Regions from separate parts of the Mus musculus genome. Here regions 1, 3, 4 and 5 are each linked to region 2. Evidence: chromatin contacts called from public promoter capture Hi-C data. All regions are on one chromosome and are shown on one strand. The core of a region is the stretch at or near the end of the contact, and the rest is flanking DNA. Distances in the headings are between cores, read along the strand shown. Region 1 holds the start of Cybb (cytochrome b-245, beta polypeptide). Region 2 holds the start of Rpgr (retinitis pigmentosa GTPase regulator). Region 3 holds the start of Xk (X-linked Kx blood group). Region 4 has its middle 23 kb from the start of Dynlt3. Region 5 holds the start of Dynlt3 (dynein light chain Tctex-type 3).

Region 1 (5,069 bases), core at 629-3,128, 750 kb before region 2:
TCCTCTTCTTTTCATCTTAACTTCAGACAGGTAACAGTGATTGGGGAGTAAAGAGCAGATGGAAATAAGGTATTGTTCTTGTCTCATGACCTGTAGGAAATTGAACTCTGTGCTCACAGATGACAGTCACCTGCAGCACACACAGCTTGCTGTTGGATAAGTTTTCCTTAATTTTTAAAGGACGGAATATTGAGTGTGGGCAAGGGGATGAAGGTCATGGAATTTAAAAATAAAATAAATGCTCTAGGTTTTAAGTTCACATTGATCCCAACAACAAACTTATCAAGGAATGATACTGCTCAGTGTTCTACTTCAGCTTCATGGTGTTTTTCCTTAAATAGTAAATTATTAGTTATTAGTATTAACTATTGAATACCCATGGATGCTTCTTAGCAGTCTCTCCTTACGCAGAAGGTTGCTATAGAAACTCCATGTTGTATTACGTTGCTGTGCTCCCTAACTCTGGATTGCTAAGCCATGTTTTACTTTCATGTATATGCATAGGTAATTTAAAAGGTCACTTCCTGAGGAAACCGTAATTCGAATGAAAGTTAGAGTTCAACTTGTTCCTTAGCTGAGTCACCTGCTCTTAAAGTGGTAGCAAGGACGGAAGACTAGAGTTCCCAATCCTCACGCGTCTATATTGCATTAGCATGGTGGGTTGGCATGAACAATGTTTCAATAAAATATTTGTTGTTTTAATTTTAACCATGCCAATAATTTATTAATTTCTTTAGAACTCTGACTCTGTGCATTAATTACATGGTTAATCCTTACAAAACTTCCATTCATAAGTACCTTTTAATATCATGTTTCATGAGCTGTTAGCCAACAATATTTAGATAGCACATTTCTTCCTATTCAACTCATCCATAATTGTTTTTCTGAGAACACTAACTTAAGAGTTCAGAACAGAAATCAAATAGCTATTAGAACCTTCTAAAATTGCTTCTTATATATGGTTGCATATTATATACATACTTTATATGTGTATAAAGTACATATAATACAGATACTTCATAGGTATGAAACGAGATAGTTTATTTCAATTCTTTTACCTCCATTTGTTGTAAAATTCACAAGTTACTCCAGTTTGGACTGCACAGGGAAAAAAATGTGCTTGTTTTAAAAAGAAACTTGAGAACTTTATTTTGGTGTTATGACTGAAATAGAGCCAACTTTCCTATCTACAAAATCCATAAGAATAAATGTTATTCAGAAAACAGTAGAGTTTTAATTGACCATTTAAAGCAGTTAACATAAAAAGTGAAGAAACTTACCCTTGAGTAATTGAAAAAACTTCTCACAATTAGAATTTTTAGTATGAAGTATCTTTTATGCACTCTGGTAAATGCTGGCTAACTTCATAGTCTTAGGAACTCAGAAATAAACTATGAAAATGAGAGCTGCTGATGCATATTTTGTATCTTTAACTTTTTTGTTTTGTTTTGTTTTGTTTTTTCAAGACAGGGTTTCTCTGTGTAGCCCTGGCTGTCCTGGAACTCACTTGGTAGACCAGGCTGACCTTGAACTCAGAAATCCACCTGCCTCTGCCTCCCGAGTGCTGGGATTAAAGGCGTGCTGGGATTAAGAAGCCTGGGATGGGAAAATTAACCGAATCTACCTGCAAGCAGATGCTTGTTCCCAGAGTAAGTATATTTCTTAAGCAAACAACAATAATAAAAGCCATTGCTCTAGTTCACATTCCAAGAGAACTCCAACATATCAAAAAATGTATGTTACCTGGTTTGGGTACTTACAATGACAAAGATGGAGAGTCCTTCATTCACAGCCCAGTTCCCCATGTTAGCAAAGGTTAAGTGTTGGTTCTGCCTCTCTTCTCTACTGTGCTTCTTCTTCTGATGAGGAAATGAAAACAGCAGCTTTGGGGCAATAGGTTTCCTTTTCTATTATCAGAAATTAGCTAATCATTGGCCAACTGAAAGGCTGTTCCCATAACAAATTTAAAACTTCAAACCACACAAAAACTACAGAAAGAGAAAAGATCTTGTGATTCAGTCACAAGTAAATACACTGGAAAATGAAAGCTACTGCTACAACTCAGAGACGATTTGTCAGGTTTTAAAATTTGTTTTATTATTCATAAGATTATCTGTGTAGTTTGTGGGTGTATTTTAGACAGTGACTTTTTTTTTAATAATAACTAGTTATGTAGTTAGAACTTTCAAGTTATCCAACTAGCTAGATAAAACACATGTTCTTCTCACAGGCTCTTCCAACAATACTGATTCTCATTGGGTAAAGTTAAAAAGGAGTGATAGATGTTAGTTATAGGATGATTATCAGATGCCAATTTTATATCTTAAAATGGATATAGGTACCTAAAATGGTATCATGTGTGTATATATATATATATACACACACACACACACATATATATATACATATATACAGAAACATAACCATACACACATATACATCAAGTCATTTGATTCTTACAACTCAATTCCTATAGATTAGGTTCTATTTTATGATTACATTTATAAATGAGGAAGCTGAGACCCAGAACAGTGAATTTACTTGGACCCAGTTACAGTGCCAAGGAATAATACAGTTGCTTATTTGAAGTCCAAACAACTGATATCACTTGTAAGTACAATACCAGGAAACACAAAAACAAGCTTAAATTTGTCACCTCCACCCTAAACACCCCACATAGGACTACAGCAATGGAAATACCAAAATGTTTAGATAACAATCACGGTCCCAGGTAGACTTTCTATATGCTAAGCTTGTAAACATGGTCAGATCGAAGGTACATCAGTGTACGGTAGATGCTAAAGCCAAATGGAACACAACTACCTCCTGGCAGGTACTCAGGCTTCAAGACATGAAACAGAAGGCTATGAAGGCAACCTGATGGTGTGGTGAAAGTTGACTGACTGCACAAGCAGGGCTCTACAGTCGTTACATCTAAGAGAGAAGTTCAAGAAACAAATTGGATCACTGGAAGACGGCAAAATGGCAAAAGAACAAGAGGCACAGACTCTTTCAGTTGCTCTCTACAAAGTACATGGACAGCCTCTGGGCTTGAGACAATGAGTAAACTAGTAGGTTTTTTCACTGCATGATAGTTAAGCAAGGTATTCTGACGTTCTCCGTTGCAATTAGAACATGTAAAACCCACATCAAGGCAAACTGACCTCCTCGGTTCATCCCCAAAATAGATTCAAAGAAACGGGTTTACAAAAACCAGAGTGTGAGGAGGTTTTGTGCTCTTTTGCTCCCTGATTTGTTTGTCCACTGCCCTCTTCACATGTATTTCATTGAGAGCTACATTTGTCTGCCAGCTTAGATCGACAGCTTCTGGCTGGCTTCGAGAAACTGGACTGAAAGAGAAGCTACAATGTTTCTCTCTGCAGATTTTTGCTTGAAGAGGCATTCACCAGGTGACTGCATTACTGCTGGGCATCCAGCTTCCCTCAGCTAGCCAGTCCTTCTGTGTTAGAAGCATCTGATAGTCAACAGCACTGCAGGGCTCCATGCAGCCAGATGGCCCCTGCTGGTGAGTGGGGGTGGCAAATTAGACAGCCACCTTCCAGTTCCTCTCTGACTGAGAGGTAACCACTTCCTGCTGTTATTCTTTTTATATGTTGACTTTTGTCCCCTGTTGGGATTCTCCACTTTTCCATCATCCATGTGTGAAAGTCCCTCTGTTGAAATACGGTGGTTTCTGTGTTTTAATTCGATTGTGAAACAAGCCAATTTAGTTGAGTACTTGCCTGGGACCTATCCCGGGATTGGGTCCTCACTGAAGCAGCCTAGGGGGAAGACTGTCAGCAGGGGCTTGGTCTTGTAAATGTAAAAGTTGCTTTCTATACCAACATATGCATGTCTTGACTTTAAATTATCCTGAGGCCAGAAGCTGCAGGTCTCTGGATCTATTGACACTTGTTGCTATCAGTGGGGTGATTAGTCAATAATAATTATTAATAATAATTAACAATTATAATAATTATATTTTAGAATTAAATAATTATTTTTATTTATAAATATTTCTATTATATATTATTTTATAATTATAACTAAATAATTATAATTAATAATAATTAATTAATAAGGATTTATTGCTTTTGCTCTCTTCTCTTGCAAAGCAGCCAGAGCCTCTCTGGCTAGGCTGGTTAACTCTATGAACTAGAGAGGAAGGAAAAGGAAAGAATTAAGATGCTTTATACTGGCAGATATGCCAGATATTCATACACACATTTACATTTTCATTCACACATTAACACATTCATATTTATGTTGGGCCCAACCAACTATTCCATACACTCCACAAGTATTCATGTATGCTTACATACCTACACACATACATATAGACAAACAGACGTAAACATACGGATGATATGGACAATATGGATGGATGGATAGATGGATGGATGGATGGATGGATGGATGGGTCAGAGTCCTCCAAATCAAACCAACCAACCAACCAACCAACCAACAACTTTATTTCTTTCCTCTGGCCTTTTTATACCTTCTTAGACAAAAAGTTCTTTGGAAAATTACCTAAGAAATAAAATGTTACATAAAATGGGAGTTACAAAAGGAGGTGGATATTAAGTTCAAAGCAGTGTTTCATTCTAATATGCTCATTATAAGTTAAAAAAAGTTTTTACATGGCCTTACCTTATCATAGTGCACACACATGGCTATATCCTTGGACCTAAATGTTTTTAATTTGAATACAAATTTGTTCCAAGCCTATATCTCTTTTTAATGTAATTATGAAAGCTCATTGTATTTCTTATTATGCAGTCTTTACTTACTATTGTGAGGAGTGGGCACGTACTATTCTTGATTCTAACTTTATTACATCTTTCTAACAAACCAACTAGAACCATCTATTAAATTTTTCTTCCTAAAATTAATTGAACAAATCAGGAATTCTATAGAATGATTAATTCATCTAAACAGCATTAATTCATAAAATTTCATCTTTATGTTGATCTTCAGGAAATCTGATGGGTGGCCTAATGCCCAGGGATTGTTATATTAATTTTATAATGACAGGAAGGGCATATCAGCCGCAAGAAGCAGTCCGGAGA
Region 2 (5,086 bases), core at 1,683-4,182:
TGCTATTCCTTGAGTGATATGACGTAAATATATACAATGACAAGATAAGCATCATCCATTACTAATTGTTCTGCTGACACTCGATGGACAGCCAACTCCCGAATGAGCTGATATTTTTTAGACATAAAACTAGAAGTAAGAGAAAAAAATCAGACTTTTCAAATGTATCTTTCTGTGTTGAAGCACGTTACTTTGTCCTTCTATGTATGAGCTGACTCTGTTAAGTGTAAAAGTTCCTAACATTAGGCAGAAAAGAATTTTATTAAACACAACTCTACTCACTCTGGTTAAGACCCCACAGTCTGGTCCCTGACTAAGGACATTTTCCCCACACTCAGAACTGAAACAGTATCACATTTTTTCGTTAATACCACAGGAAATTCATGGGAAGGGTCTAAGTGAGTTTGGAATTTCTTTACCCCTTCCAAGGGATTGCCAGTGTTTGCATACAAGGGAGGGATGTTACTACAAATGCCAAACTCTTACTGACAATGCTTGCGACTGTCCATTAAAGCTAGGTGCAGGGCAGACATAAGCATATTATTACATACTGTTTCACTTGCACTATGGGAACCTATACAAGGCTTTAAAAGTCAATAGACCACAATCAGAGTATGAGCCCCAGCACCCATATAAGAATGAAAAGACTCCCAGAAATTTGGCACACACAGTGAGATAAGGGAGAGAGAAAATGTTTTAAAATGGGAGGGTAATCATGTATTCAAATTCCTAATCTAATACTTAATACAATACTCAATGGGTTACTTTACCCAACCTTAACTTCCTCCTTTAATCATTATGGTTATTTCTAAATGGTGTTTAAAATACCAATACACATTCTTATGCCTTGAATTTAACACAGGTACGAAAAGGTTTGTTGTACACAATCTATTTACAATATTGTAAACACAGGGTTGTATTCTCTCTTTTATAATAAGGAATCTAGTACAGAATCTGTAATCTCCAATGTATTAACTGATGGCTACCTCTGTAAAGTCCTATTACAAACATTGGAAATTACTGGTTTCTCAGAATCTTGCAATGAATAGAGGCCATATGGCAATTAATTATGCTCTACACAGCAATCTCTCTAATTGATTCGCTACCAAAATATTTATTGATAAGTATTTTATTTGCTCAACTGTATTACTGATAGTGTAGGTTTTCCTTGCTACTTATACCCATTGCACAAGACGTTCCTCTAGGAAATATCAGTTACACTGAAGTTTGTGCTAAGTTTCAAACAGAAAACTTCCCTTCTACACTATTTATCACTCTACCACCATTTTCACATCACTAGAATGCTGAGTAGGAAATCAAACACAGCTTTCAATACTTTCAGTGTGAAAGATAGCATATTACCCAGGTTTTACTACGGAAACACCTCGGGTATTCCTGTTCCCATTGAGAAGAAATGAGAGTTCAAGCTACGGATCAGTCCATGGGGATTGGAGATGGAGGCTGAGATTTGACATTCTTCAACTGCCATTGTCTGATCTGAGGAATATTCACAGACTTGGACCAGTATCATTTTCAAAAGACTAAATATCCATTAACATTTCCAAGTAACTATTTAAACACACACACACACACACACACACACCACTCAAATAGAAAGTCAGACCCAGTTTGGGGGAAATTTCCAGAGAAAGCATACTGAATGTAAATATTAATAATATATATCAATGTGCACGGGACTAAACCACTTGAGAACAAGCTTGAAGCAAGCCAGTTCGACTCAAGTCACTGAGCCTTGGGAGGCAAGGACCTCGAAATGATTCAAGGCTTCCCTACAAGGAATTATTTAACGGTGTTTACTCTGGCTCCCCAGAATCTCTCTTCAGACACTCCCCTAACCCAAAAACCAAGGTTGGGTGGTTCCTTTCTGTCCTCTGCCAACTAATGTCAAGCCTATTGTAACTATTTTCTTGCACCCTCACTAAGGTATGAGCTCCAAGTGGTGTAGAATCAAATTCTGTTTGAGCCAAGACCACAGCAGAAAGTGCAATACATATTTAAATGTCCAATTCTGCTCAAATATAGTGGTTATTTTTCATAATGCTAGTAACAGCCCATTAGAGTATATGCAAAAACCAGTTCAGTAGATTATGACCACCATTTTAGCTGAACAACTCTATAACTCTACGCTTATAATAAATGCTGCTCCAGGAAATGTCTACCTGGGCTACCCGGTACGGAAGCCGTACGGAGTCATAATTTTAAAAGACTTCACGACAGTCAGTCTTAAAAAAAAAAAAAAATTCACCGAAGGCCCTCCTCTCTTTATCCAGTTCGTTTCTTCCATTCTTTTTAACCTTTCACCCCGCATTCCACTCGTTACTGAATTCTGTACCTAACCGGGTCCTGGGGACATCCGCTTGCTCAAATGTTTAGAGACCCTGGGATGCTTCGCGAGAGAATAATGGCTGCCGCCGCCTCCAAGAAAAGCCATTATTTCAGCTTGCTAATAACACACACAGGGTCCCTCATGTCCCTGTCCCTTCCTCCAGCCCGACAAAGGGAATTTATTTATTCCCAAACGCAAATCTAAGGCGGTTGACTGAGGCTCAGGTTGCGGCCTGTACCACTACGGGGCCGGCTCGGAGGCGGGGCCTGGCCTGTCGCCCGCCCGCCCGCCCGCGGACCCTCCCTCCAGGCCAGCCGCCACGACTGGGGGCGCGCGACTCACCGGGCACCAGTGACTCAGATTCCGCCATGCCGAAGCCTGCGAACGGAATCTGTGCCTGCTTCGGAAAGATAGCAGGGGCGACTCGATTGAGCCTAAGGTGCTGCCCTACCCCCTGGGACCCCCATCGCGACCCTCTTGGCATAGACCACTACTGTGCTCCCGGAAGTCAACAAACAGACGCTAGGGGCAACGGAGGCGGAGCCTTGCGGGGCGGGGAGGGGCGAAAGGCTTTTGGAAGGAGGCTGGCGGAAGCTGTGTCAGTGAGGCGCAAGCGCAGATGCCATGGTCGCGGCGGTAAGCGACCGCACACCCTCTAGCGGTCGCGATTGGAAGCGGCCATGCTGCAGACTCTGGAGCGCATCTACTTCTGAAGGGATCCTGGCCATGCAGGGACCTAGAGGGGATATGGTGACAACATCATGTCTCACATAGCCCTAACTTCTGTGACTCATGCAAACGTCAACGCACAGCTTTGACAACACACTAGGACTAACAATCTGTAACACAGCAAGGTACTAGGCGGTTTACATCCCAAATGTCATTTGCAATCCTAGGAACAAAACAAATATACTCGATGCACACATTAGATCCTTATTGAATAAATGGTCGTAATAAATGTTATTACAATCATGCAAGTTGAATAATGCCATTCCTGTTTGCGGATATGCCAATTAAACATAGGAAGAGAAGCACAGTTCAGGTTGTTTAGCCTGAGGTCTAAACAGTCCGCCTGCATCTCCTATAAAACTAAAGGGCCAAGATCTATACAATTTCCTCTGAAATATTATATTTTTCTGGATAAACCTTGGTTTTCCACCCATAATAGTTGGCCACAATAAAATAAATAGGAAGAAAATCTTCCAGGATGAGTCCATTTGTATACCTGAGGTAGTTGGGTCTCAATCAAGCACAACTGAATTTAAGGCTCCCAGAATTCGAGAGTTATTACCTACACTTACTCAGGGCACTTTTATTAGGAAGGAAAGAGGGAATAGAATCCAATCACTTGTGTACAAACTAAAGTTGAGGATGAGATTCTAGTAAAGATGCTTAGCAAGGAGCACCGACCTGGGAACAGGGATTTAAGAAAGACAAAAGCTTGTCTGATGACGACAAAGTCAGGAAGGTCTGAAGCCAAAGAAACTGAATGAAATTAAAGAAGTCTGGACATAGTTAACTGTATGCAAAGACTGATAAAGTGATCAGTTCCTCCCAGGACCTTGCTGAGGCTGGTTCGAGGTGAGATGGCATGTCCACAGAATCGGACGCTTTATCCTAAAGACTATGGAAAGTCATGGAGGAGCTTTAAGCTCAGAAGTGATAGGAAAGGACCAGTTATGCATGTTCTTGAAGTGATTCTACCTGTTTGGGCTGCTTTTCTGACAAGCAGTTTGAGCACTGAGAGGCAATTCAAAGGCTATTACAGGTATTTAGGTACAAAAGTGGTCAGGCTGCCCGAAGTTCAGTATTTTGGCACACAGGAAATGGTGTCTAGTTGTCAACTCTTGGAAAATGCTGACCTATCATATAACTTACATCAGCAGAAAGGAACAAAAAAGGTAACTTAACTTATTTTGAGGAGAACTTAATACTCATGTCTAAAGGCTCATAACAATCATGATGAGAAAAATCAGAATATTTAAAGACTTTCTTTGCTTATCCTGTTATTTCATTGACTTCTAAAAATAAATTTCAGAGCATAAGTCAGTGCTGAGCACTTCCACGCTGGTTTCTCACATAAGTATCTAGGCAAGGGTGGTGCCGTTTACAGAGATGGGAAGTGCTATGCAAGGAGCAGAGGAGGTTAGAGTTAGGTCAGTAAGGTAATGGAAGAGATAGTGAGCTCAGCCCTTGAACACATAGGAAAGTCAGGTGGAGTTGCTGAGCACAGCAAGCAACTGATGCACAGAAGGTCCAGATGGAGCCAGACACTTATGGAACTCCTGGATCAACGCTATCATGGCAGTCTCGGGAACAGGTGAAAGAAGGAAAGGGAAGGACAAAGGAATCTAAGGTGAATCGTGAAGAATGCCGAAGTATGATATCCTAGCAATGGGTTATAAGGCTTAAAAGGTGATGAGAGAGAGAGAGAGAGAGAGAGAGAGAGAGAGAGAGAGACTGGAAAATACTGCACCAAACAAGAGTATAATCAAATTGTCCACATAATGTGTACAAATTAAATGACACCGAATTACCTTCTGAAGTTAGAAATATGGTGATCATTCTCTGTGTTATAAAAAGAGCGGTTTGCTGGGGCAATGGAAGAGGAAACAGTATTGGAGTAGGAAGTTGGAGACGCTGAGGGAAAAGCATCCCTTGAGCATCAGCATTCGAGACAGTAAGTGCAGAGGGACCCAGGAAGAGAGGAAGCAGCATTTGAGCCGGGAAGAGGGGTGA
Region 3 (5,188 bases), core at 159-2,658, 940 kb before region 2:
TCCACCAACCAAGTGAAGCAGCCCAACTCGTCCTCTCCACTAGGATTCCTCTTGTCTTGATATCTTAGGACTCTTAACATTAGATTTGTATCTCTTTCCAAAGTACAAAAACGCCCAAGATGCCTGAAAACTAAAATCACCTAATTTCTTCATGGAAAATGACTTTAGAAAGTGTGAGGGGTGTGTGTGTTGGAGGAGGGCTCGGGGTGAGTTCGTCTTGATGTCCAAAGGGTTGTCAAATGTTTAGTGAATATACACAGGACACGCATGGGTTAAAATCACACAAAATCCCAGCAGTGAGATGGGGAAGTGGACACAAAGTCTAACTCCTAATGAAGAAGGCATTTGTGATTGAGGCATGCTCAGAAGGGGGAATTCTGTTTGTTATTATTATTATTATTACAATTGAGTGTCAGTGAGTTTATCAGTCAGGAGTAGTGGGCCAACTCAAAACGGACTCTGTTTTTGTCTGCATTTTTTGTTTCATTTTGTTGGCTTTGACTTTTTTTTTTTTTTGGTCTTAACATTTGCCTTTTTAGGTTTTGTTTGTTTGTTTTTTGAGACAGAGCATGAAGTTCGGTGGGTAGGAAGGTGAGAAGGCTCTGGGAGGAGCAGGATAGGGGAAGAGTATGTTCAGAATTTATTGTATTCATACCTTTTAAGTAAACAGTGAGTGAAAAAAACTGTGCTAGTCGTAGGGTTGGCACACTAAAAGAGGTATGCATTGGGCTAGAAAACTGTTTCCTTATTAGGCTCTGGTCTTTGACCTGTCTGGAGCTAGTCACAATAACACAGCAATACATTCTATAAGCAGTTTTATCTGGGAGAGAAAACTTTGGCTCCCACAACTCCTTTGATGCTCCTTCTCGGTCTGTACTAGAAAGACAAAGGAGGCTTTCAAGAGTTTCAGTGAAAAGTTAACCATAGTTCCCAGTACGGTGAATGCACGACGATACATTTGCTCTTTGAAAAGCATCTCAGTGGCTCTGGCTATTTTGGAATGGCAGGGCAAGCTGAACTTTTCATCAGGCTTTTCTTCCGCCCAGTAAACAGACAGTGGATCCGGAGCTCAGACTCTCCCAGCCCCCAAGTCTGGTCTCTTCTGCTTGTTGTTTATTGAATTGACTGCCACAGGGCTCCCAGCACTGCCCAGAACAAACGGACTCTAGGACCCAGCGGCTGCAGGCGGGCCAGATCGGTTGATGGCTTCCTGGGGGGGGGGGGGGGGGACTTTGCCCCCAGCGCGGGGGCGGGACGGCCGTGGCCCGGGCTGTCAGGGGCTACGGGTTCGCGGCCCGCCCGGAACAGTCTGTGACGAGCGGCCAGCGAGCAGTGTGGCGCGCGCCGGCGGCTGCGCACGGGGCGCGTGGGCGTGTCCCAGCGGGGCCACGCTACCTGCCCCACCCCCGCTGTTTCGGTTGCCCCCAGGCCGGGTGGCAGCGCGCGCCGGGGCCCGCGAGCCCTCAGCGGGCTGAGCTGCGCGCGAGCCGCTCGGGGCTGAGCATGCTGGGAGTCGTTCGGGAAACCGCCACCGTCGCCGCTACCGCCACCGCTACCGCCGTCGCTGCCACCGCCGCCGCCGCCGGCCGCGGTGCGAGTCCCTGAGGCACGGAGATGAAATTCCCGGCCTCGGTGATAGCGTCCGTGTTCCTGTTCGTGGCCGAGACGGCGGCGGCGCTCTACTTGAGCAGCACCTACCGCTCCGCAGGGGACCGCATGTGGCAGGTGCTGACGCTGCTCTTCTCCTTGATGCCCTGCGCCCTGGTGCAGTTCACGCTCCTCTTCGTCCACCGCGACCTCAGCCGCGATCGCCCACTGGCGCTGCTCATGCACCTGCTCCAGCTCGGGCCCCTGTACAGGTACGTGTCGAACCCACAACCGACCGTTAGGCCCCGGTCCCCTGGCTGTCCCCACCACTGCTGCCCCAGCTGAAGGAGGAGGGGACCTTGCCTGAAAAGGGACAGACAGGTGGCTTGAACCAGGGCTGACCCGCCCTGCCTTCCCAAGTCATTCCAATCTTGGGAATGAGACTGGATCCTAGCCAGTCAGTCGCTAAAACCGAGATGGCCCGGATTTCGGGAGCCATCGTAGACAGTTGTCACTCTTCACTTCGGTTTGGCCCAAGAGAGTAGCAGTTTTTGTCTTTATTTGGTCCCCTGAAAATATGTGGCTTTCTCTGTAGGACTGGCTTGGGAGGTCCTGGTACAAACGTTTGGAAGTTACTCTAAGGGCGTGTGCTGTTCAAGTCAGAGCCCTTGTGGGTCATTTAATTTAGTTTATCAAGTGTGTGGCACTTAACTGTTTATCAGGCACTATTCTACGAGCTTTGTGAAAATTGACTTAGTTCATCTACTCAAGGCTACAAGTCCATGTACTCTACTTTTCCCTTGGTGTGATGGGAGTTGTCTAGAGTGCAGACACACATACCAGAGATGTCTTCTGAGTGTGCCCAATTGTAAACATAGTCATGAAATGTGGTACACAAGGTGCCTTGAGGACAGGAACATGCTTTGTGTTAAGAGAAACCGCTAATGCCATTTCTGGAAAAGACATTATTTTTGTGGTTACCGCCGTTTGTGGTGCTGTGGATGGAAACCAGGTCCTGGTACAGAGTAGGTAAATGCTCCACTAGCAAGCTACAACTTAGCCCCAGAAATTAATCTTCATAAACACAAATCAAGAAGAAATGCACACTGATGAAACGGACTTGACCTTAATCTCAGAACGTGAAGGGAATTTAAATGTATTGTTTTCATATCTTTTATCTTACCATAGGAAAAGCAAAAGTTTATGTACAAATTAAAAAAAATTCACAATATTCAAACCTCACATGCCATTTTAAACACAACCTTTCTAGCTTACTGTACCGACTTGCAGTTCGACAGTTGTGGCAAACTTCATAAACCAGGTTTCCCATTCTTGAAGAGCCAGGAAATCCTAGAAAGGAGTGAGAAGAACTTGCTGTGGAGGACCTGACAGTCAGGGGCGAATCAGAAAAAATGGCTGAGGGCTACTTAACCCTTAAAGCCCTGCTCTTAATTAGCTGGTAGAGAATCCTCGTCCTTAACGGAGCCCCATGGTCCTGCTAGTGGTCCTGTTCAGTAAGTGAGATTTGACAAGGCCGTCATCATTTAATGCCATCTGTGGGGAGGGAACTCAAATTTGGGTGGGGCAACTGAGAATTCTCAAAAGTTCCTTGTGCTAAGTGGTTTGGTTCATACCTACATGCCTTAGCCGATTGACTCCTTGCCAGGAAGTAGGTATCTTTATTTGTAAGTTTATTATTTTGGTGGCGGAGGTTGGGTCTAGGGCCTTAGGCATACTAAGCCAGCGCTCCCTCGTTGATCCAGGCTTCCTCAGTTCCTGCCCCCATTTTGTACACAGGGCAAATGAGGATGTGGAACCTGTTCCCCAGACTTTCTTTCAAAATGCAATTAGGTCCATCATGTTCTCTGTGTGCAGTCAAAGAAAGGGGAGTGTGCAGTAGTGCATTTTATCAGCAGCTCCATCTTTATAGTTTTAAATGCTCAGTCATTTGTGGGCAACATTAAACAACCTAAAGTAAGAATCCTCTATCACCACTGTCATTTAGATGTGTCTCATAACTTTAAGAGTCACTCAAGCCAAAGTTAATAGAGTATTGCCTGTAAAAAACAGCAGAGCAACTGATGTTAAGGACAGTATTACCGAGTGGCACACGGTTGAGTGTCGCCTTTTCTCCTACACATCAATGTATACAATTTTCTCCTTTATTATAATCTGGTATCCTTCAGCTACCACAGTAGTTTTCTTAGAAAAACTTCGTTAAGGAAAGAAGTCTCCCATTCTAATATAGTTGATTCATATCAAGAAGGTACTGGACTTCGTTAAGTCTTTGAACTTAACACATACAAAATGCAGTTCCAAGATCCTTAGCTTCCAAATGAAAGGGAAAACAAAGTGGTCTTTTTGGTTAAGAGGACTCAAAAAGAACCTTAATGGGATTTCTCCCCACTGCTGGTTCTAATTTGAACTCCTAAATCATCAGCTTTTCAGAAAGATCAAATTATCCCCCAGAATGAGAGGTTCACATTGCTTCTCACTTCTATCCCTTAGCAGTGGCTTTTCGTAATGTTTTACGGTTGTTTGGGGTGGGGGTGGGGACAGTTTACTTCTATTCAAGTTTGCCAAACTACCACTTTTAGGGAGATGCTGTTTTTGAGTTCATGCAATATGATGATGAACCAAATTAAGTGGCACACAACCGTTTACTGAGTGTAACGGTTGCCTAACCATGCTTGAAGCCCTGTGTTAGATCCCCAGTATTGAGAAATGGAGGTGTCCAATACCTTCTACAGATGATCGTGGGCTAAACCTGTTAACTCAGTTCTGTGTCTTCTTTCCTTCAGGGTGACATGCCTAGAACTCCTTATTTCCTTTATTTACTGTAATTTTAGTCTTTAAACGCATAGCTATAGTTTCTGTGGTTCTTTCTACAGAAGCCTGGGTTCAAAAATGAACTTTGCATAAGTACCTTGAATTACCTTTGTTTCTAATTTGAAGGAAAAATCTTACTATAAGTTATGCTAGATATTCTGGAAAAACAGAAGGGAGATTTTTTTTTTTTTACCCTCAGTTTCCTATTATTGTCCCAGTTATGTTAACTTTCCATAAATTAATTGAGAGCAATAAGTATCAATGAATGACAACTTCAAGAAATCTCCTCCTCGTTTATATTACTAGCACAATTTAGCAAACAAAATGAGAGGTTAAAAAAACTAGGTTTATAATAAGTAGGTTAAAACAGTCTAAAATTGTTATGAAATATTGCAAAGTAATGCACAGTAGCATTTCTCTATAGGGAACTTCAAAAATAATTTAAAATAATAACAGTTCACATTTGTAAAGCAAAATACACATATTTTTTTAATTCCATCTACAGTAAAACCCTGTGAGCTAAGTGATAAGATCTTATTTCTGTAGTCCAGGAGTTTAAGCAATTGGCTTGTCAAAGTTTTCATAATATTGTCTATTTAACCAGCATACTTCTCTAGTGCAGCTTCTTAGAGCATGTGTCTCACATGGACATAGGGTGGCTGATTGGAAATCATAGTATGTCTTTGGCAAAAGTTTTTTCATTAGGGTCCTTGGTACCTCACATTATTTGTGCTGTCATCAATATGCCTGGTTTTGGCTAGGGAACAAACTG
Region 4 (5,133 bases), core at 2,482-4,981, 580 kb before region 2:
AGTACTTAGACTGACCTGCAGCACACTCTGCAGCTAGGATAGAGTGGTCCTTACAGTCCTGTAGTGGCTATTCCTGGTTGTCAACTTGACTATATTTGGAATGAACTAAAACCCAGAATTGGAAGGCTCACCAGTGACCCTTATCTGGAGGCTTGGAGATCCTTATCTGGATCTTGGTATGGAGATCTTGAGCCATAGTGGCTATGGATTCCAGAAGATTAAATCTCCGAGTTTAAGGAACACGCGTTTAATCTGGGCTACACCTTTCATCTGGGATTAAAGGTGTGGTGGAACACACCTTTCATCTGGGCTACACCTTCTGCTGGAGACAATATAAGGACATTGGAAGAAGGGAGTCTAGCTCTTGCTCTTGCTCCTTCACCTGCTTGCTGCGTGAGACTGAGTAGCTGCTAGATCCTTGGACTTCCATTCACAGCTGCGACTGAACAATTGTTGGGAATTGGGCTGCCGACTGTAAGTCATCAATAAATTCCTTTACTATCTAGAGACTATCCATAAGTTCTGTGACTCTAGAGAACCCTGACTAATACAAGTCCTTAGACTATCCTCCAGCACAATCTGCACTTAGGATGGACTCTGTGTAACTGTCCTTAGACTGACCTGCAGCACACACTGCAGTTAGGATAGAGTGTGTCTTACAATCGTTAGACTGTCATGCAGCACACACTGCAGCTCAGATGGACTGGGCCTTAGAGTCCTAGGCTGACATGAAGCACAAACTGCAGCTAGGTTGGACTGGGCCTACCACTCATTAGATTGACATGTAGTATACACTTCAGCTAGCATGTACTGGGTTTACAGTCCTTAGACAGACCTTCAGCACACACTGCAGATAGGATGTGCTGAGCTTTCAGACCTTAGATTTACTTGCCGTACACTCTGCAGTTAGGATGGACTGGGTCTACAGTCCTTAGACTGACCTGCAGCATACACTGCAGCTAAGATGGACTGGGTCTTACTGTCATTAAACTGACCTGTAGTACACTCTGCAGCTAAGATGGACTGGGCCTTACAGTCTTTAGACTGACCTGCAGCACACTGTAGCTAGAGTAGACTGGGTCTTACAGTCCTTAGACTGTTCTCTAGCATAGTCTGCAGTTAGGATGGACTCTGCCTAATAGTCCTTAGACTGACCTGCAGCACACACTGCAGCTAGGATGGACTGGGCCTTACTGTCCCAAGGCTGACATGCAGCACACTCTATTGCTAGGATAGTTTCGGCCTTATAGTTTTAGACTGACCTGCAGCACACTCTGCAGCTAGGATGGATAGGGCCTTACAGTCCTCAGACTGACCTGCAGCACACTCTGTATCTAGGATGAACTGGGCCTTAGGGTCCTTAGACTGACTTGCAGCACACACTGCAGCTAGGATGGACTGGGCCTCATAGTACTTAGACTGACCTGCAGCACACTCTTCAGCTAGGATGGACTGAGCCTTAAAGTCCTTTGACTCACCTGCAGCATATCCTGCAGGTCAGATGGACTGGGCCTCATAGTACTTAGACTGACCTGCAGCACACTCTTCAGCTAGGATGGACTGAGCCTTAAAGTCCTTTGACTCACCTGCAGCATATCCTGCAGGTCAGATGGACTGGGCCTTACAGTCCTAAGACTGACCTGCAGCACACTCTTTAGCTAGGATGATTTGGGCCTTACAGTTTTAGACTGACCTACAACATAATCTGCATCTGAGATAGACTGGACCTTACAGTACTTAGACTGACCTGCAGCACACTCTGCAGCTAGGGCGGACTGGGCCTTACAGTCCTTAGACTGACCTTCAGAACACTCTTCAGGTCAGATGGACTGGGACTTACAGCCCTTAGACTGACCTGCAGCACACTTTGCTGTTAGGATGGACTGGGCCTTTGTTGGGAACAAAATAAAAAAGCGGGGGGCCTGGGACTCTGAGGAAGAACGGTTGGAAAAATATGCCCATGCCCAGCCAGACGTTCCCTGTTCTCTTGTCAGTCAGGCGTGGGAGGGCTGCTATCTATCCTATCCACTCATCCCTGGGTGGGCATTCCTCTATCCCACTCTTCATGGGGTGGTAAAGGGGCAGCCCTGCCTGCCCCCCTCCCCCCCAGAGCTACTTTGCTAAAGCCACCAGGGTTGTGGGAGAGAGGGAAGAGGGAAGAAGTTCCCAACACTGACCAGAGTGCACAGTGGAACTTGAAGGAGCAGAGCAGAGACTCTATGGTTTTAGAGCTTTATTATAGAAATTCAGGGGAAAGAAAGAAGGTAGAAAGGAGGAAGAGAGAGAGAGAGAGAGAGAGAGAGAGAGAGAGAGAGAGAGAGAGAGAGAGAGGAGAGAAGAGAGAAGAGAGAAGAGAGAAGAGAGAAGAGAGGAGAAGAAGGAAGAAGACAAAGAGAAAGGGAAGAGGAGAGAGAAGTGAGAGGTGAGAGTACAAAGGAATAAGAGAGAGAGGGAGGTGCTGGCTGAGTACCCCTTTTTATGGTCTTCACTGTTGCTAGGTAACTTCGGAAGAGTTTAGCCTGAAGGTCAGAAGCTTGGGTCATTGGTTATGTGACTACTGACCATGCTTCTCTTGTGGGGGCTGTGGGAGGTGGTACCTTAGGCAGGAGCATGAGGGAACGCCTACCATGTCATGTAGGTGAATTATGTGCATTGTGGTTCAGACCTCAGCTCGACTGGAAACCAGCCTGCAATCCCTCACAGTTCCTCCTCTTTTTTATTAGAAAAAATTGGGGGGCAGTCACTGATGTGACTGTGTCATTAATTGTGAAAATTTAGAGTGGTTGCAAGTATCAGAAGAGAATATATAGCCTAGAGAAATAGCAGAACAAGGCCAGAGTAGTAAGGAGAGTTAAGGGTAAGAGTTGAGACGGCAAGAGATTGTACAATCAGTCAGTTGTTTCATGGGTAGTACAATTTGAGGGAAAAAACATCCATTTTTGAACAGCAACTAATTAATCTAGATAGACATTATGCTTTCTTCACTATCATATAACTTTCCCCAAAGTTCAACAGCCATTTGGCTTTAGCAAAGAGTCCATCTGTAGTTGGTAAGTCCCAGGTCTGTCTTCTATAGGGTTCAGCACTTGTCTTGGGAGCCTTCAGTCAGATGAGATTTTTGGAGGAAGGCAGCTTTGTCTGTAGGTCCCTGTAGATGGTGCTGTGGCAGCAGGCCTCGTGGAGATAGACCTGTAGAGTAATTATAACAAGGAGCAGAACACCAGCAGAGGATATCTGCATAGTGTAGATAGCAAAAGTTAAGCCTGCAACGGTTTGCTTAGGAGCACATCCCAGTCCCTTGTGGATGGCTAAAGAAGAAAATATCATGTTAATTGTGTAACTGGAGTAGGCAATTAACAGTTCTCCTGTAACAGAAAACAGGTTATTAATTAAGGATTGGATGACTTTTGCACCTTAAAGGAAATTTTAAACAAGTTGTAAGAATTTTTGGATATATATGATGAACACTAGAGAGAAAAAAGAGCATTTAGAAAAAGAAGCAAGAAAAAATTTTGGTTAAAAAGGACGATTCAGGTATTCATGTAGGATAGCACAGCTTCAATGCAGCTCTTGCGGGCTTATCTGGATGGGGGGAGGGGCATACTTCCCCCTGTTTTCTTTTTATCTTAACTGGAGAGTAAAGGGTTAAGTGGAAGGCTTTTAGCAGGGGTTCAGCCCAGTCCCGCCCACGCAGCTGTCAATCACTGCCTAGCTGGGCCTTAGCTGGAATAAGGAAGGCTACAGAAGTCAGAAAACCAACTCTCTTGTAGTTAAACCTGTAACAAAGAATGGGAAGGGGACCTCATGCCAGCCTCTAACCGGCCAAGATTAAAGCCAAGAGCTAGAGGAGAGGGGCTACAGAGCTGGCCAGGAACACTTTGGAAAGAGAGAGAGAAAGGAAACAGGCCAAGTTTTTGAACTCCATCACTCACAGTCTAGGGAAACTTGGAGATCTCCTGTAGGTCTCTGGGCAAAACATTCTTCAGCTGGTTCTGTCTCACGCCAATGGCATAACCATTCTCTGCTACCAGTTGTTGGGAACAAAACAAAAAAGGGGGGCCCTGGGGAAGAATGGAAGGAAAAATATGCCCACGCCCCACCAGAGTTTCCCTGTTCTCTGGTCAGTCAGGTGTGGGAGGGCTGCTATCGACCCTATCCAATCATCCTTGTGTGGGCATTCCTCTATCCCACTCTTCATGGGGTGGTAAAGGGGCAGCCCTGCCTGCACCCCCCCCCAGCTACTTTGCTAAAGCCACCAGGGTTGTGGGAGAGAGGGAAGTAGTTCCCAACACTGACTAGAGTGCGCAGCGGAACTTGAAGGAGCAGAGCAGAGACTCTATGGTTTTAGAGCTTTATTATAGAAATTCAGGGAAAGAGAGAAGGTAGAAAAGAGGGAGGGAGAGAGAGAGAGAGAGAGAGAGAGAGAGAGAGAGAGAGAGAGAGAGAGAGAGAGAGAGAGAGAGGAGAGAGGAGAGGAAAGAAGAAGACAAAGAGAAAGGGAAGAGGAGAGAGAAGTGAGAGAAGAGGGAGGTGAGAGGACAAAGGAATAAGAGAGAGCAAGGTGCAGGCTGAGTACCCCTTTTTATGGTCTTCACTGTTGCTAGGTAACTGGGGAGGAGTTTACCCTGAAGGTCAGAAGCTTGGGTCATTGGTTATGTGACTACTGACCATGCTTCTCTTGTGGGGGCTGTGGGAGGTGGCACCTTAGGCAGGGGCCAGAGTTCCAGGAGCATGGCCTACCATGTCATGTAGCTGAAATATGAGCATCAAGATTCAGACCTCAGCTCAACTGGAGACCAACCTGCAATTCCCCACATGCCTTCAGTGCTTAGATTGACTTGCAGCACACACTGCACCTAGGATGGACTGGTCATTACAGTCCTTAGAGTGTCCTGCTTCACACACTGCAGCTAGGATGGATTGAGTCTTACAGTCCTTAGAATGACCAACAGCATGCTCTGCTGTTGGGAGCCGCGCCCACATTCGCCGTTACAAGATGGCGCTGACAGCTGTGTTCTAAGTGGTAAACAAATAATCTGCGCATGTGCCGAGGGTGGTTCTCCACTCCATGTGCTCTGCCTTCCCCGTGACGTCAACTCGGCCGATGGGCTGCAGCCAATCAGGGAGTGACAC
Region 5 (4,782 bases), core at 1,030-3,529, 550 kb before region 2:
CAGTGTAGTCTATATTGACAACACTCGAATCAATAAGGGTCTTCAGGATCTTTCTTTCTGTAGACTTGAAACAGCTTTAGCGTGACTTTCAGAAAAAGGTCCAACTAAGCCTCAGTGCATGCCCTGCATACACACCACTACAAAGAAGGAAGACATCTTTTACATCGTGGTGTCTTAACATTAACATCTCTAGCATTGGCCTGACAAATCAAAACTGGATTTAAGATATTTCCATCAACACAACAGGCTTTGCGATAACAGCAAATATCAACTCACCTCTTTGACTATATTATGGGCTTCATCAGCATTGAAGCCAACCTAAGAAGAAAACACACAATAAAACTGCTTTGAGCATAGGCAATATTCAGGATACTCTCATCTGGCCTAAGAAAACCATAGTGACAGAAGACCACAGTGCTAGGAGTATTGGGTCTCCTGAGGATCCTGCACCTATTCCCTATGAATTTGGAGCCATTAGAATTGGGCAGAACCTGGGCAAATACCATTTTGAAAAGTGCTTTTACAATAGTGAGTGTATTGATTATTCTAGATAATCGTTGTATAATAAAGCTTAAGAAATTGGTATTCAGCAGCTATTACTGATGTCTGTTGTGTGCTATCAGTATACAGGAAATCATTTCAGCTAAAGTGGGCCATAAGAAGAGTATGCTCAACTGTCATTTTCAAGTTTATTTTGAACTGATGTGAGTCAAACCATTGCTTTCCCAATTATAAGATTACAGCAATACTCTGTCATTAGAAATTTATGTTATTCTAATTATATAAATTGGTATATACTTTTTGGAGCAGCTTGTTAGAATCTTAGGTTAAGAAGGATTTTCAGTAGCATCTACGTGTCCTCTAGTGCAGAACTAGGTTATGTGATAAGCCTGAAATACAAGGCACGATGCTTTAGGTATCACCAAATGACTTCCAGGGAGGTATGCTGAGTGCACTGGGAAAGCAGCACAGCACTTCTGTGCTTTAAAAACCACTAGGGAACTTCAAACTACTTGAAACAAGTCAACTCCTGAGTTATGCTTTAAGTATAGATTTCCATATTTTAATTCTATTAATTATTCTATACAATTTCCCACCATTCTCCTAAAAAAAAAAAAAGGAACGAAAATCTAAATTGTTGGAGGCATTATGAAAAAAGGTCTCATAGTTTGGGCCTGTGATAAAATATCATTTTTACTTCAAAATCCCATCCAAAAATTGGCCTAAGAAATAAAAGATACACATTTCACCACAGTTTGGAAAGTCGCCTAATACTATGGACGCATCTCTGTCTCTTCTGGGCTCAGGGCGTCTCCTGTGCTAGCCAAGCACACTAGGACTATGTCTTCACTCCAATTTCTTTTGAAATTACATGTATTTAGGAAGTAGTGCAAAATAGATCCCATTGCACCTTTGCTAGGAGGTGCAGAACATCTCTGTCTACGCTGTCCTTGCAAACTCTTACAGGCTGTGCAACAATTCAACAGCCCTCATCCTCAAATTCCTTGAAATAAGGGCTTAAGTATGAAGCCAGAGACCTGGGTTCAAATGGAACACCTGTCATTCTTTTCACTTGGGGCCTATCACTTTGTCGCCATGAAAAGTCGGTTACCTTCTGTAACAGGAAACTAACCGACATCATGGAGTTCTGGTGAGGCTTAGGGAAACATGAATCAGTGAGCAAGGGCTCTTAATCCATAAAGCACTTCCTCTAGCCTTTCCTGGGAAGAATTCCCGGGACTAGAGCCACCTTGCAGCACCAGCACAAGGAGGCCCAAAGGGGTGGAGGAAGCAGAGAGAAGACGGGTTTCCCAGGCCCTGATCGCAAACGGGCGGGGCTCGCCCACGCCTGCCTGCCTATGTAACCCAAATTCTGGCCTTCCCTACAACCTCTCGGCCCTTGCAGACCCTGACGACTGCCCCCAAGCGCTTTTGCTCACTAAGGCCAGAGCGACGATCTGCCCACCCTAAGGATCTCAGGGGCGGGGGAGGGGCGGGGAGAGCGAGAAGCCTAAGGGCAAGAAGGATCCAGGCCGCACGGAGCAGACCCAGGCTAAAGAGAAGCTGCATCTTAACTCTCCCAGAACTAAGAGACCACCCCGCAGTGTCCCCACAGCCAGTCAGAGAGAGCTGAGGGGCTTTTCCTGGCGCCAGAGGGGCGGTACCTCATCGCAGGGCCGTTGGTACCCCTCCATGGTGGCTTTCTGAGTCCTGGGGGCGGAGCAAGCCTTCTGTCCAGGTCCTCAGCTGCGCACTGGCCTCTGGGGAGGCCCCGCCTCCACTCCAGACCCAGGGCGTTTACGCAGGCCCTGCTTTTCTGACGCAAACAGCAGGGAGGGCGGGGTTAAAAGAGCAGGGAGGGCGGGGTTAAAGGACAGGGAGGAGGGGCTCTGTTTGAGTTGAGCCCTTTAGCGGGGCTAAGGGTACCCCTGCTAGGTTTTAAGTGCACTTAAGACCAGGCTAGTCTTCTGAAAATAAGGGACACACGTTAAGACCTCAAAGAGCTTCCATGGGGAAAGTTAGCTAGCACAGGTGATTTTGGGCTTCCTGCAGTGGCCATGTGCACAAAATTCGTTCATCCACAGTTATCCAGCAAGCGAGTGTAGCAGCTGAGCAAGGAACTTCGATTTCTCTCCGTACTAGTTACTGACTTTGAAAAATATACACCCGCCCCCCCCACACACACACACACAAGATTCAGTTTTCCCATAACATAAATCCCTCTATTTGGAGACTCGTTATAAGGATCAAATAAGATACAGTACACACAACTCCTAAAGTTGATGTCCCTCTTCAACTTGTAGTAACTACCTATATTCCTACAGCTTCAAAGCCACCACCACCTCTCCTGTATTAGCTCTAACCACATGTACAAAATGTTTTTTGCCATGCAAGGTAGGGCATTGCCGTGTACTGGGATTCAAATGTGGATATGTCTGGTGATGGTGGTGGGGATATTCAGCCCAACACAATGACTTCTATTTTGTTCCCCACTATCAAAGTCAGAAGGTTCCTTAGTTTTCTAATCCCTTTCTATTACTTTAAAAGTAGAACAGGAATTAAGAGACATGAAGTAACTTGAAGCCTATATAGACAGTAACTAAATCCTCAGGTCCCCCAATTCACCACTCTCAATTTGTGACTATTGAATCAACCTTGATACTGTGATTTTTGCAGTACTGGCTCTTCTATTATGGGTCATTGCAAAAAGCAAAGTGATTGGGGCTGGGGAGATGGCTAAGAAGTTAGCACTCACTACTCTTGCAGAGGACCTAGGTTTGGTACTCAGTACCCATGTATTGCCTATAGGCTGTCTGTATCTCTGGTTCAAGGGGGCCCAACCCCTTTTTCTGGCCTCTTCAGGCTCTAAGCACATATGATGCACATACATTCAAGGAAACACTCCATACATTCCATACGCAAACTTCAATGATCTTTCAACTGGAAAAATACCAAATAGTTTTGAGAATTTACTTTAAATCATTGTAATTTTATTAATATGTTCCTTTGGCTACAAGTAACAAAAGACCCAAGTAGGAGGAACTGAAATAATGATGTTTATGTTTTGTTTTATAACCAGGAATGTGAGAGTCAATTTATATTCCTGATTGATTTAGTTGCTCAAAACCTTTTTAGGGTATGTGTGCTTTCTGTCTTTAGACGGTATTGTCTTCATCACATCAGCAATATCTGTCTAGTCTCCAGGAGTCTTTTCCTCAGGCACAATTTGTCATGTCTTACCCATATGATTTTTCCCTTTTACAGAACAGACCGGAAAAAAAACCTATAGTTAGTGTTTTACCTTTATTGCAAATAGTGAATTCTATCAAAAAGTAGATAGTGGATGGGGATATGGCTTAATATATAGTCTCAGTGGTGAGGAACCAGAGATAGTAGGATCCCTGAAGCTTGCTAGTCAGCCAGTCTAACATAAATGGTGATTGCCAGTCTCATGAGAGCAATTGAGGAAGACACCAATATTGATCTCTGGCCTTCACTGGGGTGTTTGGCTGCATAGTCTGTGGCAATCGAGGGAGGATTATGAGCTAAGTGTAGCATAACTTTATTTAAACTATATGTTTGTGTGTTTCAGGAAACTATAGGAAAACATAATGTAAGCTTACTTACATGTGTGTTCATGTTTATAGAACCCATCCTTAACTTTATTTATATGGTTGTGAAGGAAAAATGATGCAGAAAAGGTGTTTGTCTTAGTCAGGGTTTCTATTCCTACACAAACATCAAGACCAAGAAGGAAGTTGGGGAGGAAAGGGTTTGTTCAGCTTACATTTTCCACATTGCTGTTCATCACCAAAGGAAGTCAGGACTGGAACTCAAGCAGGTTAGGAAGCAGGAGCTGATGCAGAAGCCATGGAGGGATGTTCTTTACTGGCTTGCTTCCACTGGCTTGCTCAGCCTGCTCTCTTATAGAACCCAAGACTCCCCCTTGATCACTAATTAAGAAAATGCCTTATAGCTGGATCTCATGGAGGCATTTCCCCAACTGAAGCTCCTTTCTCTGTGATAACTCCAGCTGTGTCAAGTTGACACAAAACCAGCCAGTACAGTGTTAAAATAAATTAGCCAAACATTTCTAATAAAATCTTTAAACTGTTTAAGCGAAGCCCATGATTTTGCTTTTTTAAAAATTTAGATATTTTCTTTATTTACATTTCAAATGCTATCCCCTTTCCTTGTTTCCCCTCTGAAAACCCCCTATCCTCTCCCCTTCCCCCTCGTCCCCATCCCAGCCACTACCAATTCCTGGCCCAGGCATTCCCC

The links. Promoter capture Hi-C pulls out the DNA fragments that hold promoters and counts their contacts.
Region 1: a contact with region 2 is called in a promoter capture Hi-C map of pre-B cells, with 5 times the contacts expected there. The contact joins the promoter of Cybb here to the promoter of Rpgr in region 2. A contact is called at or near these places in 2 of 39 promoter capture datasets (the HPC-7 cell line and pre-B cells), 1 of 484 Hi-C or Micro-C datasets (centroblasts) and 1 of 115 datasets of contacts at active chromatin or transcription factors (bone marrow-derived dendritic cells).
Region 3: a contact with region 2 is called in a promoter capture Hi-C map of pre-B cells, with 10 times the contacts expected there. The contact joins the promoter of Xk here to the promoter of Rpgr in region 2. A contact is called at or near these places in 10 of 39 promoter capture datasets (the 3T3-L1 cell line, 3T3-L1-derived adipocytes, the HPC-7 cell line and 5 more), 3 of 484 Hi-C or Micro-C datasets (CD4 T cells, embryonic stem cells and uterus), 2 of 115 datasets of contacts at active chromatin or transcription factors (astrocytes and large pre-B cells) and 1 of 9 other capture datasets (liver).
Region 4: a contact with region 2 is called in a promoter capture Hi-C map of the HPC-7 cell line, with 9 times the contacts expected there. The contact joins the enhancer-like site here to the promoter of Rpgr in region 2.
Region 5: a contact with region 2 is called in a promoter capture Hi-C map of pre-B cells. The contact joins the promoter of Dynlt3 here to the promoter of Rpgr in region 2. A contact is called at or near these places in 13 of 39 promoter capture datasets (3T3-L1-derived adipocytes, the HPC-7 cell line, cranial neural crest and 8 more), 11 of 484 Hi-C or Micro-C datasets (the Ba/F3 cell line, CD4 T cells, the G1E-ER4 cell line and 6 more), 2 of 115 datasets of contacts at active chromatin or transcription factors (astrocytes and differentiating embryonic stem cells) and 1 of 9 other capture datasets (liver).

What each region holds. Positions count from the first base shown.
Region 1 is chrX:9,467,446-9,472,514 of GRCm38.p6, forward strand. Cybb (cytochrome b-245, beta polypeptide) reads right to left here and starts at 1,879. Exons shown (of 13, transcript NM_007807.5): 1 at 1,761-1,879. The coding sequence starts at 1,805.
Region 2 is chrX:10,213,863-10,218,948 of GRCm38.p6, forward strand. Rpgr (retinitis pigmentosa GTPase regulator) reads right to left here and starts at 2,933. Exons shown (of 17, transcript NM_011285.2): 1 at 2,690-2,933. The coding sequence starts at 2,831.
Region 3 is chrX:9,271,376-9,276,563 of GRCm38.p6, forward strand. It overlaps Xk (X-linked Kx blood group), which reads left to right and starts at 1,409. Exons shown (of 3, transcript NM_023500.2): 1 at 1,409-1,859. The coding sequence starts at 1,615.
Region 4 is chrX:9,637,135-9,642,267 of GRCm38.p6, forward strand. No RefSeq gene overlaps it. Among named protein-coding and RNA genes, the nearest start is that of Dynlt3, 23 kb to the right of the region's middle. Within about 2 kb of position 3,732, at least 3 of the 459 cell types and tissues checked have an H3K27ac peak or open chromatin away from gene starts, as enhancers often do. A contact at or near this core is called in the HPC-7 cell line, where this site is marked.
Region 5 is chrX:9,660,704-9,665,485 of GRCm38.p6, forward strand. Dynlt3 (dynein light chain Tctex-type 3) reads right to left here and starts at 2,280. Exons shown (of 5, transcript NM_025975.5): 1 at 2,166-2,280; 2 at 277-318. The coding sequence starts at 2,195.